7 separate regions of the Mus musculus genome follow, and all the other regions are linked to region 1. The links are chromatin contacts, called in public HiChIP or PLAC-seq, Micro-C, capture Hi-C and promoter capture Hi-C maps. All regions are on one chromosome and are shown on one strand. Each heading gives the region's core, a stretch centred on a gene start, on an enhancer-like site or on the middle of the called end of the contact. The rest is flanking DNA. Distances are from core to core; before and after follow the strand shown. Region 1 holds the start of Srp14 (signal recognition particle 14). Region 2 has its middle 12 kb from the start of Gm39914. Region 3 holds the start of Chst14 (carbohydrate sulfotransferase 14). Region 4 overlaps Gm39913 (a long non-coding RNA gene). Region 5 holds the start of Knstrn (kinetochore-localized astrin/SPAG5 binding). Region 6 holds the start of Disp2 (dispatched RND tramsporter family member 2). Region 7 holds the start of Ccdc9b (coiled-coil domain containing 9B).

What was found. Promoter capture Hi-C pulls out the DNA fragments that hold promoters and counts their contacts. Hi-C and Micro-C count contacts between places; a contact is called where the count stands out from the background. HiChIP or PLAC-seq counts read pairs in DNA pulled down with a chosen protein or histone mark. Capture Hi-C pulls out chosen DNA fragments and counts their contacts.
Region 2: a FOXA1 HiChIP or PLAC-seq map of pancreatic cancer cells shows a contact between it and region 1. The contact joins the enhancer-like site here to the promoter of Srp14 in region 1. A contact is called at or near these places in 2 of 39 promoter capture datasets (embryonic stem cells and pre-B cells), 3 of 484 Hi-C or Micro-C datasets (the G1E-ER4 cell line, bone marrow-derived dendritic cells and embryonic stem cells), 8 of 115 datasets of contacts at active chromatin or transcription factors (astrocytes, bone marrow-derived macrophages, embryonic forebrain and 5 more) and 3 of 9 other capture datasets (adipose tissue, liver and macrophages).
Region 3: a promoter capture Hi-C map of the HPC-7 cell line shows a contact between it and region 1. The contact joins the promoter of Chst14 here to the promoter of Srp14 in region 1. A contact is called at or near these places in 4 of 39 promoter capture datasets (the C10 cell line, the HPC-7 cell line, liver and 1 more) and 3 of 115 datasets of contacts at active chromatin or transcription factors (embryonic stem cells, fibro-adipogenic progenitors and large pre-B cells).
Region 4: a contact with region 1 is called in a FOXA1 HiChIP or PLAC-seq map of pancreatic cancer cells. The contact joins the enhancer-like site here to the promoter of Srp14 in region 1. A contact is called at or near these places in 8 of 39 promoter capture datasets (the C10 cell line, the HPC-7 cell line, cranial neural crest and 4 more), 1 of 484 Hi-C or Micro-C datasets (B cells), 4 of 115 datasets of contacts at active chromatin or transcription factors (double positive thymocytes, embryonic stem cells, extraembryonic endoderm stem cells and 1 more) and 3 of 9 other capture datasets (liver, macrophages and pancreatic islet).
Region 5: a Micro-C map of embryonic stem cells shows a contact between it and region 1, with 2.3 times the contacts expected there. The contact joins the promoter of Knstrn here to the promoter of Srp14 in region 1. A contact is called at or near these places in 4 of 39 promoter capture datasets (cranial neural crest, erythroid cells, hippocampal neurons and 1 more), 5 of 484 Hi-C or Micro-C datasets (B cells, CD4 T cells, CD8 T cells and 2 more), 4 of 115 datasets of contacts at active chromatin or transcription factors (bone marrow-derived macrophages, embryonic basal ganglia, embryonic stem cells and 1 more) and 3 of 9 other capture datasets (adipose tissue, liver and macrophages).
Region 6: a contact with region 1 is called in a promoter capture Hi-C map of the HPC-7 cell line. The contact joins the promoter of Disp2 here to the promoter of Srp14 in region 1. A contact is called at or near these places in 7 of 39 promoter capture datasets (the 3T3-L1 cell line, the HPC-7 cell line, hippocampal neurons and 4 more), 5 of 115 datasets of contacts at active chromatin or transcription factors (bone marrow-derived macrophages, craniofacial prominence, embryonic stem cells and 1 more) and 4 of 9 other capture datasets (adipose tissue, liver, macrophages and 1 more).
Region 7: a capture Hi-C map of macrophages shows a contact between it and region 1, with 5 times the contacts expected there. The contact joins the promoter of Ccdc9b here to the promoter of Srp14 in region 1. A contact is called at or near these places in 12 of 39 promoter capture datasets (the 3T3-L1 cell line, the C10 cell line, HPC-7-derived erythroid cells and 7 more), 1 of 15 datasets of contacts at CTCF or cohesin (CD8 T cells), 46 of 484 Hi-C or Micro-C datasets (B cells, the Ba/F3 cell line, CD4 T cells and 22 more), 16 of 115 datasets of contacts at active chromatin or transcription factors (the SCID.adh cell line, T-cell acute lymphoblastic leukemia, bone marrow-derived macrophages and 7 more) and 4 of 9 other capture datasets (adipose tissue, embryonic stem cells, liver and 1 more).

The regions. Positions count from the first base shown.
Region 1 is chr2:118,478,423-118,480,988 of GRCm38.p6, reverse strand. It overlaps Srp14 (signal recognition particle 14), which reads left to right and starts at 1,293. Exons shown (of 5, transcript NM_009273.4): 1 at 1,293-1,398; 2 at 1,539-1,611; 3 at 1,956-2,068. The coding sequence starts at 1,375.
Region 2 is chr2:118,975,193-118,977,758 of GRCm38.p6, reverse strand. No RefSeq gene overlaps it. Among named protein-coding and RNA genes, the nearest start is that of Gm39914, 12 kb to the left of the region's middle. Within about 2 kb of position 1,273, at least 150 of the 459 cell types and tissues checked have an H3K27ac peak or open chromatin away from gene starts, as enhancers often do. A contact at or near this core is called in the G1E-ER4 cell line, bone marrow-derived macrophages, liver and 3 more, where this site is marked.
Region 3 is chr2:118,925,209-118,927,774 of GRCm38.p6, reverse strand. Chst14 (carbohydrate sulfotransferase 14) reads right to left here and starts at 1,278. Exons shown (of 1, transcript NM_028117.3): 1 at 1-1,278. The coding sequence starts at 1,123.
Region 4 is chr2:118,840,655-118,843,220 of GRCm38.p6, reverse strand. All of the region lies in intron 1 of Gm39913 (a long non-coding RNA gene), which reads left to right. Among named protein-coding and RNA genes, the nearest start is that of Gm39913, 20 kb to the left of the region's middle. Within about 2 kb of position 1,275, at least 38 of the 459 cell types and tissues checked have an H3K27ac peak or open chromatin away from gene starts, as enhancers often do. A contact at or near this core is called in pancreatic cancer cells, where this site is marked.
Region 5 is chr2:118,812,707-118,815,272 of GRCm38.p6, reverse strand. It overlaps Knstrn (kinetochore-localized astrin/SPAG5 binding), which reads right to left and starts at 1,270. Exons shown (of 9, transcript NM_026412.3): 1 at 964-1,270; 2 at 781-872. The coding sequence starts at 1,172.
Region 6 is chr2:118,778,442-118,781,007 of GRCm38.p6, reverse strand. It overlaps Disp2 (dispatched RND tramsporter family member 2), which reads right to left and starts at 1,289. Exons shown (of 8, transcript NM_170593.3): 1 at 1,064-1,289.
Region 7 is chr2:118,761,383-118,763,948 of GRCm38.p6, reverse strand. Ccdc9b (coiled-coil domain containing 9B) reads left to right here and starts at 1,288. Exons shown (of 11, transcript NM_001001982.2): 1 at 1,288-1,443; 2 at 2,191-2,304; 3 at 2,553-2,566. The coding sequence starts at 1,297.

The DNA.
Region 1 (2,566 bases), core at 44-2,543:
AAGACGCAAGACCGAGAAGCACTCCAAAACTAACTATGCAAGCCCCCATCACTGTCCATTGAGTCCTATTTATACTCCCTCCAAACATCACGTGTCCTCTAAGGGTCTTGCCTCAGTCTGACTTAGCAAAACTCCATGAGTCTGTATCAGCTGACATCACTCTGCCAATTGGCTGGAGTCCGAGGAAGTGGCAAGAAACTGCAGCATATCACCAGAAGTTTTTGTGTGTGTGTGTGTGTGTGTGTGTGTGTGCATTTCTCTCTATGGGGTCATGACAAACGGAGCTCAGCTACTCAATGTAAGGTGAACCAATGCATGCATGTTGTTATCGAAGAATCCTTCATCTCTCATTCTTTCTAAACATCCTTTTACCTGTGTCTGCTTCAGCGAAATGTTCTTTGATATAACCGATTTACCAAAGAAACCAGAAGTTTCCACTTTAGGCTGGCCTTGAACTCAGAGATCCTCTGCCTGTCTCTGCCTCCTGAGTGCTGAGATTAAAGTCATGGGCCATCATTCTTGTCTGAATTTAAGATTTTTAAACATCTTAAATCCAGATACTCACACTCCACCGATGAGCCACTCCCTCCCCACTCCCCTCTTTCTACCAGGAACAACATCTGAGCCTTCTGTGGCTATGGGCCCTGCTAACGGTGGCAAAGGCCCCGTGTGATCCCCGGCTCCTTCTCCAATCACTTTCACATATTTTCCCACCCTCTGAAGTAGGATAGAAAGAAAAAACTATGGACCCTGGAAACAAAAAAAAAAAAACAAAACAAAAAAAAAAGCACCTTTTTCTGGGGTCTAGCCTGTGCTTCCTGCTGACTTCAGCACTGCCGATGAGATAGATCAACAGTGCCTTCAGAGCAAGTACTCTTTGTCTAAAGATACCTCAAACAAAGATACTGAAACAGCGAACTCTGCTGTTTTAGCTTTCGGCTTTGAGTTTAACTTGGAGCTCCTTGGCCACTTATTCCTAAATGTAAACAATGCATCTATAAAAACACCTCACATCTTCATCTTCATCAGCAAGTTCTGAGAAACCAGATCATTGTGTAAAAAATGGGGAAAGTGAGTCAGTGGACTCTTGGGTGACTTGCATATGTCTATCCAGTCTTTCTTTTGCTCTCATTCCCTCCTACAGCCTACGGTGTAGCTTGACAACGCAGTCCAACCACCGAAAGCAAGCGTCACTCCTCATCCTGGATAGACGCGGGAGGAGGCGCCGAGCGCGCAGGCGCAAGGCAACCCGAGCGAAGCGAGGATTGACGGAAGACGTGCAACTAAAGCGGAAGTCCCGCCCAGCGCGAGCGAGTTTTCCGGCTGTAACCGCTGGAGGCTTCTGCTGACGGCGTCGGACCTGCGGAGCCCAGGATGGTGTTGCTCGAGAGCGAGCAGGTACCGGCGGCCCCGGAGGGCCCGGGACTCGAGCGAGTGGGGTCAGCTCGGGTCGCGGTTCTCCCTTTGCGGGCGGGCCGGGGCCGTGAGGCGGCGGGGCGAGGAGCGGAGGCTGCCTAACGGGGCGTGTTGTGTTGCAGTTCCTGACGGAGCTGACCAGGCTCTTCCAGAAGTGCCGCTCGTCGGGCAGCGTGTTCATCACCCTCAAGAAATGTAAGCAATCTCCGGGGCCGCCTGGGAGGGGACAGCCCGGCCCCCGGCCTGTCCGCACCGGCCACCTCCGGGGCTCGTGGCCGGTGCGGCGCCGGCCACCCACTCACCGTGACAGTGGGGCCCCAAGTGTGTCCGACGCCCGTTGTCAGGCAGCCCGGCCCCCGCTCCGTTAGTGAGGAAGAATATGCCTCGGGGTCCCAGTGTTTATCGAGCGAGTCGTTGCTCCTAGTTTTGGCTGTATCCTGAGTGATGGCGGACCCTTCCTTACGATCATCACTTTGGACCCAGAAGCAACGCCTGTGGTGGTGTTTACCTGGGTGGACTTTTTTTTTTCTTAAACACAGATGACGGTCGCACCAAACCTATCCCGAGGAAGAGTTCTGTGGAGGGCCTCGAGCCCGCAGAAAACAAGTGTCTGTTGAGAGCCACGGATGGGAAAAGGAAGATCAGCACCGTGGTGAGCTGGAGGCCTTTCTTAAGGCTCTGCTTTCTTTTGAGTTGGCCTGGCCGACTCAGAAAAAGTCAGTTTTCTCTCAAGTAGCCAAGGTACAGGAGCAACCTATCTCAGTGCTAGCTAGGGGAACACATTTAAAAAAAATTAAAATAGTGTCTTGCAGTCTACTCAGGCTGACTTTGAACTTGTGATTTAGGAAGCTCACACCAGGCGCTTCAGCCCGTGCTGGTGTCACAGGAGTGTCTCATCAACTGAGACAGATGACAGTGATGGTTTTTGTGAAGTTGGAGATGTGACCCAAGCCAGGGTCTTCATCCCGCTAAGTCATCGCTCTGGGTTGAGCCTCACCCCCACCCCGAGGGAGGAGGGGCATGTCAGGATTAGGTCCGGGTCCCCCTTCCCTGTCATTTTGGCCTGTCACTCCCAGGCTGTTGTGGGATCAGGATCTACTTCTGCTTCTTTTTGGTGGAGGGGGTGGGTTGTTTGGTTGGGATAAGGTCT
Region 2 (2,566 bases), core at 24-2,523, 500 kb before region 1:
ATTCTTGGTGTGAAAAACCTAGCAGAATCTCTGGACAGACCAACAGGAAGAATAAGGTAGGAATCATCCTTCCTGGCAATAAAGGTTGTGTGGCCCATCCTAGGAGGACACAGGACCTCCCAAAGTAGAAGAGCTCGAGAAACAGAGCTCAAATCCCTTGGGGAGAAGAATAAGAAATCCGACTTTGTCCTGGGGGACCTGTTGGGCAGGAAGAGGATCCTTCCAAGCCTAGAGATTCCAGGGAGGGTTCTGAGAGCACTAGTCTGCTACACAAACTTCATCAGGCCCCATCTAGAAACCGTGCTCTGAACTGAGATGGTGAATCTAGATCTTAGGGAAGGTTGGGCCTGAGTCAGGCACAGCGAGGACAGCGTTTAGGACACCTAAAGGACAGGAATTAATGAGAGGGCCATATAACAGACAGCCAGAAATAGCCTAGAACGGGAAGACTGGGAACCAAATGGGAGCAGAAATGTGAGTTGAATACTTGGGTCACAGCTGATGGAGTTGTGTTAGCCTAAATTGCCAGGGGTCAGTATTGAGGCTGATGGAGGGTCTGGGGAAGAGTGGGACACGGGAGGAAGACAATGGCGACAGGAAGAGGAGGAGAAGGGAGAGGAGAAGAAGCAGCTAGAATCAGGAAGCTGGGTGGTGTATGCCTGTAATCCCTGAGTTCCGGTGGAAGCTTTAGGATCCAGAGTTTGAGACTCTATCTCAAAATAAACAGAGGATCAGATCAATTATAGGTATGAAAATGTCAGCTCTGTGTAGATAAATACAAAGCATTTGGGCGATGTCACAGTTTGTCATGTTTGTCCTCAAAACATAAGTTCGGGGAGCAGGCGAGGTTGTTAGCGCAGTGGTCAAAAATTCCTCTATCGCTGCACCACATACCAGAGCGAGCCTGCTTTCCTACCCTCCTGTGCCAAGACTGGCGGCCTCCAAAGAGCCACCCGAAAATTCGATCTAAAACGCTGTTCTAATGAGGCTGATCTCAGGCTCGCGCATGGCTGGCGCAGTGCAGACCGGGGGGGCTGCACAGCCGCGGCCTGCACTGTATCAGCACCGGGTTCACCCAGCGCTCCGTCTCCGCCTCGCCGGCGGCGGTGCTGGCACCGGCATCGGCTGCCCCAAGTTCACGCTTGCGCGACCCGCACGTTCCCTCGGTCCCAGCCCCAGGGAGCCGCACGGCAGCAGGACTAAGACCTTGATCCTGACCCGGCCGGGGATGCGTGGCCGGGCGCTCCGCGGCTCGCGAGGGCTGGGAACTGCAGCAAGTGCCGGAGTCACGAGCAGGGGGCGCTCAAGGGATGCCCCGAGTCAATACCGGGTGGGGCGGAAAGAGAAGGTCCTGTCACTCGCTGAACCATGGGCCCACTAGGGTAGCTCCCTAGAGGCTCGGTGTGGGCGAGAAGCCACCGGAGGGAGTGATGAGGTCCCCGAGGGGCGGAACAGCTACTCGCTGCTCGCTGGGCGCCTTCCACCGGCGTGAAGCTAAGTGGAGAGCGGCAGAGAATAATTTGCGTCCAAACGAGGGAGATTTTCCGGTCTGTAGGGAGGAAGAATTGGAACACATTATAACCGCACCCCCACCACACAAACGCCCACCAGAAGATGCAAAACCCCGTTGTCGTTATACAAACACGTGTGCCGGGGAGCCCACTATAACCACATCCCCACCACACAAGAGCCAAGACCCTTTTGTCGTTACACAAACACTTGTGCAGGGGCCAAGCAGATTCCTTTGCCAGAACACGTAGACACGAAGCGCCACCTAAAAAATCTGTCACTCATTAAACACAAAACCCGAATCTAGGACTGTGCCAGACACATTCAGGATAAGGCAGTCATGGGTGTTGTTTGCAACCTGACTTTCCTGACTGTACCCTTCAAGGCAGGGCTTGGTAACTCTCCCACTCCTCCCTAGAAATCCACTTACACAGCGCTTTCGTAGAGCACGTGGATTTTATTGAAGGCTTCTAGAGGAAAGCAAAGAAAGGACATGTACGCATAGGGCAGGGGGCACAGCCCTTCATTCGTCCAGAAAGTTCTTTCTTTTTGCCTGTTTGGCTGTTTCTTACGGCCCCTTTATTTGAGCAGCGTCTGAATCATGCCTACTTGAACCGCACCCCCACGCCCTTCCAAGAGACTTTGCCACATCTTCACCCGTTTGTGCAGAGAGGAGGGGGGGGGCTTGCATCTCCTAAATTGCTCACTGGCACGCACACTTGCTTACTCCAGGCAACCTGCTCAGCATTCCCTGCAGTTAGTCAACAACACCCCACCTCCACCGTCTTTCTCTTTCTTTCTGTAGGAGGAGATGGCTAGGCATCCTCGAGTGCATGCGCAGGCCAGAAGCCAATGCAGGTGTCTTCCTTTATCGCTCTCCATCTTGATTTTTTTTTCAATTTGCAATTCTTTGCAAACAATTTTATTTGTTTGCGTTTCCACGTGTCTGTACAGATTCACACCTGTAGGAGCCAGAGGACAACTTGTGGGAGTCATTCTCTCCTGACATGTAGGTCCTGTGCATCAAACTTGAGTTCTCAGGCTGGTGGCAATAACC
Region 3 (2,566 bases), core at 29-2,528, 450 kb before region 1:
GACAGGCTTCCTTGGTGACATTGGGCAGTGGGTAAGCAAAGAGGGAGAAGTCCAGGATATACTTAGGTAGCACATCTTGAAGCAGGGCCCGTGGAACATTGCACAAGTGGTAATGCAGACTTTCTGGGCTGGCTGGCCGGTACCAGGCCTGGCGAGCTGGGAACCGGACATGGGGTGGGGCCCGCACCCACTCCAGCACCTGGTTGGCATCAGCCTCCAGCCTCTCATAGGAACCCACGAAGTCGTAGTGCACAGCACATGGTTGGCACAGGTGGTACACAGGCATCCAATGCTCATTCATATGTTCAGGATCCTCATCCACCAGGTATCTCAGGAACTCTGGGAAGGTGACATCGTCCCCTGCAGGGCTGGGGCCAGCTCCAGCCCTGTAGCGCCTGACAATTTCGGCCCCATATCGCTGCTGGTACTCTCGGATCTCTCCAAACTTGTTACGGTAAGCAGACAGGAGGCGTTCCAAGGGGTCTCGCACAAACAGGAACTTGAAGTAGTGCTGCAGACGGTAGCGAATCTCCTCAGGCCGCAGGTCTGCCAGAAACACCAAGTCACTGCGGTGGTCCATCTTGAGGCGGACATCCACGTTGTTCAGGATGCCAGCCAGCACCTTCAGCACACGTTTCCAGTTAGAGCAGGCCACTTTGGGGACATAGCAGTAGAGGAAGCGGTAGCGGTCACTTACGAGAATGTGGCGCAGCAGGGTGCGCCGCTGTCCCACCGGCAAGTCCCAGGGGTCCCGGGGCATGCCTGGTTGTCCGCACACGGCCCTCAAGGTCCGGTTTCGGATGTCCTCCCTCACTTGCAAGTCCGAGTCCCCAGCATCCAAGGATAGGCCTCTAGGCTTAGGATCTGTCCCGCTCCAGGCCGCGCCTTTGTGGCTGGGAGGGTGCAGGGGAAGGGGTTTCATCTCCGATAGGATGCCTCGCTCGATCATGAGCAGCAGTCCGCTGGAGGCCACGATTACAGCGAACATCAGCATGGACGGCAGCAGCAGGGGCGGCCCCCCGAGCCCAGCCCGGGCCCGGCCCAATGGGGCCCGCCTTGGCGTGCGGCCCAGGGTCTCCGCGCTTTTCGGGGCAGCCAGTGGGGTCAGAGGGCGGGGAAACATGGTGCTGCGGCCAGACCTCGCCGACCTCGAGGCTGCAGGGGAGGTGACTGCAGCAGGGGCTGGAGGTCTCGGGAGGGGAGGGATAGTGGGTGGCCAGCTCCCGGGGTGCAGGCAGGGACCAGGGCCGGATGTCCCGCCCGGCCGCTCTTCTCTCCCCGCCCCTCCCTGATACAGGCGCGAGGGCGGGCCCACGTTGTGGGGCGGGGAGAGGGGCGGGTGCCCGAGTCCTAGGAGCTAGTTGCGGGAGGCCGCAGGCGGACCCTAGCCCGGGAGAGAACTCATGAGCCTGGGCCACTCCAGACAAAATGAGACCTGGAAAGCAGGAGCTACTGAGATCCCGTGTCTCTTTAACACGTGTCCTCTTGGTGCTCCATTTAAGATTTGCACCCTCCATCCTGCTTTAAACTGCTCTGGAACCGCTGTCCCTCCAGCTGTGACCTGAATGCAGGACAACCCACCACTCAGTCGGTCTAGACATAAAGGAGATCTGTCCTGACCGGAAGCATGGTCCTTAGCCGCTTGTACCAGTCCCAGCCCAGGGCAGGGCCACTCTGTCAAGCTCTGGCTAATGTCTCCATGGTGACATTTTGCTTTAGTAATTCCTAGGGACTAGTGCTTATCTACTGAGCAATGCTGATCTGTCTGTAAAAGGAATCTCCCCTGCCAAGTCTGAAGCAGTAGGCTAACTGGGACACTCTGGTCGGAGGCTATGGACAAGTACCTCGGGACCACGTATGGCCAATATATACTTCAGGACAACCTACAAGTACAACGCAGCAACCACAGAAAGGCCTCTTTGCTTGGAGCCAAGATGTACCCAGTGGCAACAGATTGGTCAGAGTACTTTGAACAGCAGCATACAACTAGTCCCTAAGCACTACAGCTTGACTTCGTGTGGGGCCCCAACAAGGCTTAAGACAACAGAACTGGGGAACAAATCACGTTTTTTTGTTGTTGTTGTTGTTGTTTGTTTTTAACTATTTCCTATAGTCATCAGCCACTTGACAGTAGATTCTGTGGCTGTTCACATTGTATGGACTCTGGGGTAGCTGTGACTGAAGGTTTTGTTGTTGTTGTTGTTTAGGTATGGGTTTCACTGGCTAGCCAAGGCTGACTTTCAGACCCAATTCCTAGTCATGACAGCACATTAGATGGGAGGACGAAGAATTGACTTTGGTACAGGTTATGCCCAGAGGATGATGAAAGGACTGGGTGGGAATGGTGAGACTATGAAGCTGATTAGGCAGATGAGGGGGTCTGAGGGATAAAGTGACGTGTGTGTGTGTGTGTGTGTGTGTGTGTGTGTTGTTGTTGTTCAGAGAGCCACACAGAAAACATGGGGTAAATGTCTGAACTGGGAGGTTCAGTGGCTTTAAAGTTGGATGCTGGGTGCATCTCAGGCCACTTCTGACCCTTCACTACACTGCTGTCCCTTTCTAGGCA
Region 4 (2,566 bases), core at 26-2,525, 360 kb before region 1:
TCATGCCAACTCGTTCTGAAATTCCTTTCTGTGTCAAAGCTAATGGTTCAGTTTTATCTGATTAAAGGAACCTCCTTGAGCTGCCTGGAGTGATGGCACAGAGCCCTATAATTCCTTCCATACTTAAAGTGTCACTTGGCACAAACTAAATCTGTGTTCTTGGGCCACTGTCATCTATACTTGGCCACCTCTCATTCCTTTAGAGGTGCGAGCTGCTTCTCAGGGACAGCATCCTGCCACAGAAGACACTAGAGCCACCTAGCAGAAAAGCACACCATAGGGAACCCACTTGGACATTTTAAAAGCCATAGGAGAGGCTGGAAGGATAGCATAGCAGCTAAGAGTATAGGCTGCTCTGGTCCATTCTCAGAGCTCACGTGGAAGCTCACAGCTGTCTGTAGAAGTCTGACTCAACTAAAGACACACTAAGGAGATGAGAGGAATAATTACACCTTAGTGAGACTGTGGTCATTACAGGGCCTTTTCTTCACCTTCTTCTTTCAGATACTGACCAAAAGCTTGTATATTCTTTCCTTCTGAGCTTACTTACTCTTTCTCTGAACATGCACCTCCTCCCCGCAAGGAAATCTGCTTGTGGACCTTTTCTGCTGAACACGCTACCTTTCTTGGCTCCTAACTAAAAAAAGCTGTGGTTTTCTCCATTCCCTCCCTCCTTACAGCAACTGCTGAGATTTACAGCTTGTCTTGTTGTTTTTCTTTCAAACTGTAATAAGCTGTCCTTGAACTTCCTTCCTTCCCTATTATTATTAACAAGAACCCCAAAGGGACTCTAATTTCCCAAGTAGGATGTGGTGATCATGAAGGACCATAAAGAAGTTCTTGAGAGAACTCAGCAGGCAACCATCTTCCAGGACCTTAGGCAAGTGCCTTCTGGTGGACTCCATGTTAGCTCAGTAGAAATAGCGAACACTGTCAAACATAGTTAACACCTATTTAAAACTGTGTGTCTCTTGTGTGGTGCTCCTATAGGCTTAGATTTTTTGAAACCTACTTTGTTTAGGTTCTAGAATACTTCAACCACCCTTCTAGCCCACCAACTGGAGGTAAGGAAAGAAGGTTAATAGGAAAAGATGGTTGTGGACCCGTTTAGAAGTAGTTCTTTGGGGCGACTACACTCTTTGTTGTCAGGATACCAGCAGTCCAGTCCAATAGCAAACACCAAACATGAATCAGTAGCTGTGGCTCAATCCAGCAGAAACCACAAATCAGCATGAGTCAGCATGAGTCAGCAGAAGCAGCCAGAAGCAGCTGGAATGTTCTTTGACATATTTCTGCCTATGAAGTGAAGACCAGCGAACATAGAATGCAAGAGCGACCTCCCACTGTTTATGGGGTTCTACTTAGACTCTTTCCAAACATCACACCTCTCTCAAGTGTCTGCCCAGTCAAAGTATCACATGTCCTCTCACAAGACAGCTTCCAGAAGCTGCTGATAATAATAATAATAATAATAATAATAATAATAATAATAATAATAATAAATAATAATAGAAGTTCAAGGACAGTTTATTACAGTTTGAAAGAAAAACAACAAGACAAACAAGCTGTAAATCTCAGCAGTTGCTGTAAGGATACACAACTGAGTTTCCAAAGAAACCAGAAATTTCCACTTCATGCTTCCATTCAGAAGAGCAACTTCCTGGTCCCCTTGGGATGAGGCCCTCATGCCGTGCCCTCCATGTTGGTCAGAGCTGAGAGCCCAACCTTTCTAGAGCATTTTGTTGCCTTCTTTCCCCACTTGAGCAGAGCCATCTCAGCACTAAGCAACGTTATTTCTGCTGAGCCAGCATGGAACTCTTCTCGTCTCACTTTGTCCATGCTGCCTCATGATGGTTATGAGGCGAGGTTGTCCCTTGGGGAGCTTTCTCCTTCCCAGTCCGTGTGTGTGTGTGTGTGTGTGTGTGTGTGTGTGTGTGTGTGTGTGTATCTGGGCCAGGATCATAGAAAGCCCCAGTGTGCTGTGAAAGTGGATGTGAGTGTTCAGGGGTTAGGGATTGAAAAGTGCCTGAGTAGACACAGAGTGGAAGACAAAATGGCATTCCCTCTGCCACTTCAACCCGTTGAGAGCTTTAAATTTTATAAGGTCACGAGTACATGGCAACCAGACCAACTGTTTGCAAGCCTGTATATAGAGCTGGCATGTGTTTACAAGTGGAAGTGGGCAGCCCGAAGATTTTAATACATGAGTGTTCTGACCTATATAAAAAGACAATGCTGTATTCAATGTTTCCCTCTGAGGCTACTTTTTCCATCCTCCAATCTAAATTCAGGCTATATTTGAGTGCAGAAAAACATCAGATGTTTCTATTTTAAGGTCTGGGTCACTGACAGTCTAGGGGACCGTCTTAGTTACTGTTCTGTTGCTGTGAGGAGACACCATTCGCAGGGCAACTCACAAAGGAAAGCATTTAACAGAGGACTGGCTCGCAGTCTCAGAGTGTTACTGGCAGCTGGTTGGTTGCATTGGCCCTTCAGAAAAGGTAGCTATCAACTATCTTCTTCAGGTCTGCAATTACATGTGTAGTACACATTATATTGTTAAGTT
Region 5 (2,566 bases), core at 21-2,520, 330 kb before region 1:
CACCTGCTAATGTGAACAAGGAACCCTGGAGTTTTCTCCCCAATCTTAAGACAACCAATCTTTACCTGGAAATAAAAAGGATAACTGCATTAAAAGCAATTTCTAGGGTTAAAGAGATGACTCAGAGGTTAAAAGGGAAAATTACTCTTCCAGAGGACTGGAGTTTGGTTCCCTGCACCAATATAAGGTGGCTCACAACCGCCTGTAACTCCAGGTCTAGGGGATCAAGGCTCTGACTCTCGATGGGCACCTAAGCTCATATGCACAAGCCCCCCCTGCACCACATGCACACAATTAAAAAAAAAAAGGGGTTCTAGAGAGGCAAGTGTGGTGGCAGTGGGCCTGTAATTTCAGCATTTCGGAGCGGAAGTGGGAATGTTGCTGAAAGCTAACGTTACACAGGGCTACAGAGTGAAACCTAGCTTTTAAAAAAGGCGGGCGGGAGGGAAGGGCTGGAGCGGGGGGGAGAAAAAAAAAGGAAAAAAGGGAGGCCAAGCACTGAGCATGGTGACACAAGCCTTTAAGCACTCAGGAGGCAGAGGCAGGATCTCTGTGTGCCCCAAGCTAGCCTGGGCTGCATAGCGCTGCATAACCTTGGTAATCGCAAAAGGGGGCTGGGTCAGAAATAGGAACAGGGACTCTCTTACACAGCCTAGTTGGGGTGAGGAGCAGGAGGATGTCAGAGCTAACCGGACGCCGCCCCGACATACAGATTTCGTCCTTCTTAGTCCTAGCATATAGACTACAGACCCCCCGGCTGGTGGAGGTGTGGACACCCACCTGCGGGCAAGCCGCAGCTCGGCATCGAGTGAGGCTGCGCATCGCACACCGTCTTAGCACTGGCCATCGTAGCCGGGTGGCTTGGCTGGACCCTGAAAGTGCAAGACGGATATTAGCAGCGCCAGAGCCCCGCCACGCCAGCCCGCCCGTCCTTCCACCCGCACACATCCCGCAGAGCTTAACCCCGGTGCCGGCTGCTCCCATCCGCCGTTCTCTCCGCTCCCTTTCAAATAATGCTCCGCAGCAACTGCCCAGTCCTCGTTAGAGTCTGCCGCCGCGCTTTCAAAAGGAAACTTCCGGGAGCTGGGAGGGAAGGGGCGCGGCTCCGAGTCTGTAGGCGGCCCTGTTGTACGGAAGGCTGTCTCTTGTGCCTCGGCCTCGGGAGCCGCCATGCTGTACGGAAGGTTCGAGCAGAGTTGCTCCAGCCTGCTGGTCGAGGCTGGGCCAGGGACTCACTGGGCTGGCTTGAATGGAGCTATTGAGCCAAGCTGTCACATTCCAGCCAGAAGGCAGACACGTGAACTCGCCTAGCGTCAAGTCACAATCCTCTTTATTTGGTCTTTGATTGCTAAGGATCCTGCCAGGAATACAGGTGGCCTGAATAGAAACTACCAGGTGAAGAGCAGGAGAGCCTACTTGAAGGACACCAGTGGGCTGAAATAGCTAATGTGCTTAAAAACCCGCATGCAGATTTAATTACAAATTAAAGTTACTCATACAAAACAAGGCAGATTTTCAGTCGTCACGTTGAAAACACAAATACAAAAGGAGCAGCAGCCTGGTGCTGGACATTTAAGAGGGTGATGGGGTAAGGGGAGTATATAGAAGGGCTGACTTTAGCTCTGCCCTCTTGGAGCTTATAATCCAGAAAACACACTAAACAGACAACTGCAAACACACATTTACCATCCATGGGAAGATAATGAAGGGAAAACAAAGATGCTATAAGAGAGAAAAGCAAAGAACCAGTATAAATCGGAAAGACTGAGGTCCTAGTGGTCCACAGTGGTGATTCTAGCACTCAGGAGGCTGCCACGGGAGAATTGCCCTGTCTTTAAGGTTAGCCTAGGCTACATTCCAGGCCAGTAGGAGCTACAGAACAGCAAAACCTTATTTAAATAATAAGATTTAGGTGTGTTTGATTCAGGAAAGATAAGGAGTTGTTAATCTCAGGAACAATGAGAAGTGTTAAGTTTTAAGGTAGAAATGGATCTCCCCCCCCCCATGGTGACAATTTTGGCATTTTGATTTCTTTTATGAAAATGTGGTTTTGTTTTAATCCCTGGTGTGGGATATGGGGCTGCTTCAGACAGTTCACAGCAACTGACTATGATGTGCCTTGTGCTCTATCAGAGTGCGATGGTGTTATGTTTGGACTTTGGGAACTTTTTAGAGGGTATATAAATGCTAGGGCCCTGAGAAATGGTGTGGGTTGTTGGTTGCTTGCTGTTGGTTATGGTTGGTCACACTTTGTTAAGTAGTCATGTGCAAAGAAGAAAGAACAAGAAGAAATTACATACCCTGACAGTGAAGATCAAACTTGCCCCCAAGGAACTCAATGCCCCTAAGCAGCAGGAAGTGGTCTAAAGATAATGTCCTTTCTCCTCTTTCTTTTATTCTCTCCTATCTAGTGTTAGGGGGTTGAAAGGGTGGAGAGGGTGAAAGAACCCACACAGTAACCAATGACAGTTAACTTGCTCTCTCTCTCTCCCGTCCCCCTTTCTCTATCCTATCTTCTCTCTCCTCTCTCCTTTTTCTCTCTCCTTTCTCTATCCTATCCTCTGCC
Region 6 (2,566 bases), core at 40-2,539, 300 kb before region 1:
TTCTTTTGGTCAGGTTGTGGCTCCAAGCAGAGTCCCTGGCCTGTGCTCTGGTCTGGAGAATATACCCATACTGTGATTTGCCCTCTTGAATAAGATTTTATCTCTCTCAGGGTAATAATTTAATAAAAGAGGGAGAAAACATTTGCTTCCACCTGTGGGGCTTTCTCCTGCTTCTGAGAAACAGAATGTACAATTTAAATCCGATAATCTGAGATAAGGTGTCTGCAACTGCCTTTTGCCTCTTAAAAATGCCTTTTATTTCAGTCCAGGCAGGAAAGAGATGAAGTGTCATGTCTGAAGAGAGATTCTGGGGGCGGCAGAGTCAGGCAGGACACACAAATGGCGCCATATTGCTACCTGGCCAGACTGTTCCACCACACGTCTGATGAAGTCAGAAAAATGAAGGGTACCCAGTTCTGGGAATGGGCGCTCAGTGGGAAGGTGGTTTTTTTTTTTCTCTTCCACCCCCCCCCCCAGGCTCCTTCAGCGGTCATGGCTTCAGTCTAGTTTTTGCCATACACGGAGGCTAAAGCCAGTGTGTACACAAGCAGGAGGCCATGCAGGGAAAACAAACAACGATTTGCTGGGCAGCAGAGCAACCGATGGCAGTGGGCAGACAAGGAACTGATGGTGATGGACAGACAGTCAGCCCGTGGTGTAGATCCCAAATGTCGCCTTCTCTCCCTAGGATACCTGCTTTGGCCAGCCTTTTTTCCCCCCGTTGTACATGCACACCCCTTTGCTCACTGACATGCAGACCGACATAGCTGCGGTCCTGAGGCCTTTTGCAAAGACGCAGAGGCAAGGCCTCAGGGAGTTGGGGAAGCTCTAGAAGCTAAGGAAATGGACATCTGCGGCCTTAGGGGAAAGGAGAGAACAGTGGGTGGGGCAGGTCCCCCAGGAGGTGAAAGCAACGAGAACTGGTATTATCAAGTGTCGATGAGAGAGGATGAACTAGCCAGGCAAAATGAAGGTGTACAATCATACTCGCCTCGGGAAAAGGCTTTCAGAAGAGAGCTGGGGAATGGATGAGGTGATATGTGGCGGCGGCTATTTAGGATACCTGATGCAGGCTTACTGAGAAGATCTTCCAGCAGGATCTACGGAGGGGTTCTTCCTACTTGTTCCGGCAGCTGCCTTCTGGGGCTAATGTATTCCCCTCAGGCCGCTGCTTGCGGTTCAGAAACTGGCAAAGAGAAGATCGCTGCAGCAGCTGGGGCTGCTACCACCGTCCATGCCCGTGGGCGGCGCCGCTGTCCGGGCTCTGGTGCTGAAGCAGCGGCAGCGGTGGGATCTTGCGCATGCGTCAGCTCCAGAGGCCAGTCGCTGGGCGGGGCCGAAGAGAAATCCGCCAATGGACAGAGGGCAGGAAGGATGGAGGGGAGACAGGGACACGAGCTGCGGCAGAGCCGCAGCATGGGGGGCTGGGGGTTCGTTGTCACGAAGGTTGTAGGCTGCAGTACAGGCCTCTCTACCCTGACCAGCTCTCATCATTGTCCTTAGTAATATGGCCAGACCGTCCCTCCTGGACGCCTTGTACTTTTTACAAGAAACTAAAAAGGAACAACCCGGGTAAAATCCTCCCAACTTGAACCCCAGGCATCCACACTTTGTAACGCAGGGAAGCAGAGAGGTTGGGTCTCATAAATACCCTTATTTCTCTAGGCTTCTCTCAGTGTTCTGTCCTCCCGAGGGAGAGATGGGTATCTGCTCGAGTTGGGTCACTCCTCCCATTTTGGACCTGGCTCTGAGCCTGCGGCCTCTTCCTACATTAAAGCCTCTTCTCGAATCTTTTAAGTGCGCAACAAGGGATAGGGGGAGTGAGAGGAGGAGGGATGCCCAGCCCCTTTCATGCAGTTACCACCACTCTCCACCTACAGAGAGACCTGATAGCCACCCACTTCGGAGCACTTGCCAGCCCCGACGAGGGACTAGCTGTGAAGGAATTGAGGTGTTGGTCGGAAGGGCAGGCCTGGCTAGAGAACTGTAGTTGAATTATAGTGAATACCAGAAGTAGGAGAAGCCTCAGTGTAGAGGAGTCCTTGGTAGATTTGGTTAGGCAAAAGAAAAAACAAAAAACAAAAAACAAAAAACAAAAAAACAAAAACAAAACAAAAACAAAAAAAAAAAAAAACAAAAAAACTTCACAACAAGCAGGCTGTTTTGGGCCTGGCTGTGCTGTGCATGGAGGTGACAAGCTAGAAGCAATGGGCTGAGGAGAGTCAGACTCAAGAGATTTGGCTTAAAGATATCCCTTAATTGTGTCCAAGTGCTGGTCTAGGCAGGCACGGGTTCTAGAGCCCGGGCTGAGTGGATCTGGAGGTTTAGAAGTAAGTGCCTTGAGTGACTTACAGTTGGCTGCAGAGATAAAGGCAGCCTTAAATCAGTGCCAGGAGGCCAGGGTGTGGCTAGACCTAGGAGATGGTTGATAGCACCTCTGATCTACAATTTGTGGCAGAGAAAGGGCAGGGTACAAAGAGAGACATTTCTTTCGAATAGCTTTAAAGCAAGCTTCCTGGAGACAGTGGAGCTGCGGCTGGCTGGGGAGGTTTTGGAAATGTGAAGG
Region 7 (2,566 bases), core at 39-2,538, 280 kb before region 1:
ATCTGTGTAGCAGGGGCGGTTACAGTGGGAAGCTTGGGACTTCTGGAGGTTTCTGGGATAAGGCTGACCTCAGCAGTATTTGTGAGGCAGGGTGCAGAGAAGGTGGAGGAAGTGTGTGCTTGTACGTGTGTGTGTGTGTGTGTGTGTGTGTGTGTGTGTGTGTGTGTGTGTGTATGTGTGTGTAGACAAAAGCGGAGAGGGAGACAGAGAGAGAGAGAGATCTAGGAGCTCGGGTGCGTCACTGTTGCTGGGAAAGTAGACAAGAGTCTGACTCAGTGGGAACATCCGGCAGGAAGGGAGGAGGGTACACAGTGGCATTTGCAAGCAGGATGGGAACTCAGGAGCTGCAGAGATGGGGGTGTGGGGCCAGGGGCGAGAGCCTGGACAGCAAAGGGCCTTAGCATGGTGGCTAGAGACCGGGGTGGGGGTAGATTATGGTGAGGGGAAATATCTGAGGCCTGGTCAGTCAGGGACATAGGGGATGCCAGAGTTTGTGACACTCATGTCAAGGCCTGGAAGTCAGGACCACATAAGAACTGAAGCTGACCTAGGCACCCCTGGGCAGAGACTGGCCTCGGCTGTGTGAAGATACTTACTTGGGGAAGGAGTCTGTGTCCTTTCTTGGGATCTGAGAGTCTGCAAATGTTATCCTGGGAGTGTCAGGATGAAAGGGCTCTGTGAGAGGATCCCAAGGGAAGAGGGCTGCTAACTGTTCCCAGCTTCTGCTGGGTTAAGGACCCCATAGAAAGGCTCCTTTTAGCATGGTAGGGGTCTGGAGACCCAGAGAGTTAGGCCTCCAGGAGTGGCCATGCTTGGAGTACAGAGAAAAGCACATTCCAGCTCAGAAACCAAATGGGGGAGAGTGGCATTTTGGGTCTGTGGTGGTGTGAGATGGCCTTGGGGAGGAGGTTTCTCACTCTTATCTAACGACTTAAATGCGCTGACTGGACAGCCAGCAGGAAAGCAGAGAAACGCCCCGAGGGAGGGCCGTCAGCCATCGTGTGGAACCTGCATCTCTTGCCTTTTTCTCCTAGTGGGAGGGATGAAGACCCAGCTATCCCATTTGTGGGCACACACAGGCGGGCGGGTCTTACTGGGGCTCAGGATCACAGGTGAAAGTGGGCCCTTCGTGCCTAGATCTCCTGTGCGAGGACACTGAGGCAGGGCAGGGATATGTGCTAGACAAGACCAGCCGGCTGCTGGTGCCCCGGTCCTCGCCCTCTGCGAGTGGAAGGGTGGGGGTGGCGGCTAGGCGTTCCTGGCTGGGAGCCCAGAGCGCTCTTTTGTAATCACAACATGATCTCTTGTGCTGAGCAGCGAAGCAGAAGCCGGCAGGGAGAGGCCGACAGGGCCGGCTCTGGTGGCTCCAGCTTCCCTCCAGCTCTGGCTCCCGGGAGCTGTTTTGAAATTCTCTCAGCGCCTGGTATTTCCATGCATTTGGCCGTGAGTGGCACCTCCTCTTTGGCAGGGGGGCTTCTAGAGGATGGGAGGGAGCTAAGCTACGAAGCAGCCACATTCTGGGGACAGCTGGTGGCAGCTGGGCCTGGGAGAAAGAGAGCCACGAGGAGGCAGGTGGTGGGCCGGGCAAGGCGCTGAGCAAAACATAGACCCCACAGCCAGACAGAGAAGAACCGCAGATCTTGATGCAGAGGCATGGCTCGGCCCAGAGTTGCTCCCAGCTGGGCCTGCTGTTCTCCTGCCCCATCAGTCAGCAGCTCAGACCTGGAGGGCTCGCGGAGCCCGTGGGAGCTGCTCTCTCCTTCGGACTGGGCACAGGCTTAGGGAGTGGGGTCCGGTGCCTGGGAGGCCAGAACCAAGCTAAAGCCTGTCTCTGTGTGTGTGGTTCTAGATTTGGGAGGCAAAGTGTCCCCCCTCGACCTCCTGAATCCCCTGGCAGCTTCCCAGTCACGGCAGGTTCGGCTGCCAGAGCCATTTTTAACTCTCATTCCAGACTGTGCTCACAGCAGAACCCCCTGGGGAGCCAGGGGGAGGGGCAGCCTGCTGCTGGGAGCCGAGGCCCTGGGTATGAAACCCTGACCTGAGCCCTCAGTAGGCAAACTGGCAGACAGGCCTCACTGGGGTGGGGTTTGGCCCTCTGTAGACCATCTTCCTAAGAAACCTCTTTCACCCTGGGTGCTGTAGCTTGGGGCTAAAATCCGTTCCTTGTATTGGGTTCCATGCCTTCTACAGGGGCCCCACAAAGCCGAGTCCACAATGCGCCGGCATGAGGAAAAAGATGCCGAGCTGGACCGTAGGATAGTTGCCTTGCGCAAGAAGAACCAGGCCTTACTACGAAGGTACCAGGTGAGTGTGTTGTGTCGGCTGAGAGGACTCCTGTGGCTGGGGTCCCTGGCTACCTTCAAAAGGCTGTTTACACAGTGGGTTCTCTCTGAGGGCCTTAGCCCATGCCCCCATCAAAGTCTTGGGCACTGGTGATGTGGTGCCTCTGCCCCCTGGTGTCCCATTGGTGTTTTTCTGTGTAGGCCTGTCAGTGTCTGTGTGTCTGTGAGCCTGGGGGGCCATGGCCTTGCTGACTTCAGGCCCTCCCACAGGAGATCGAGGAAGA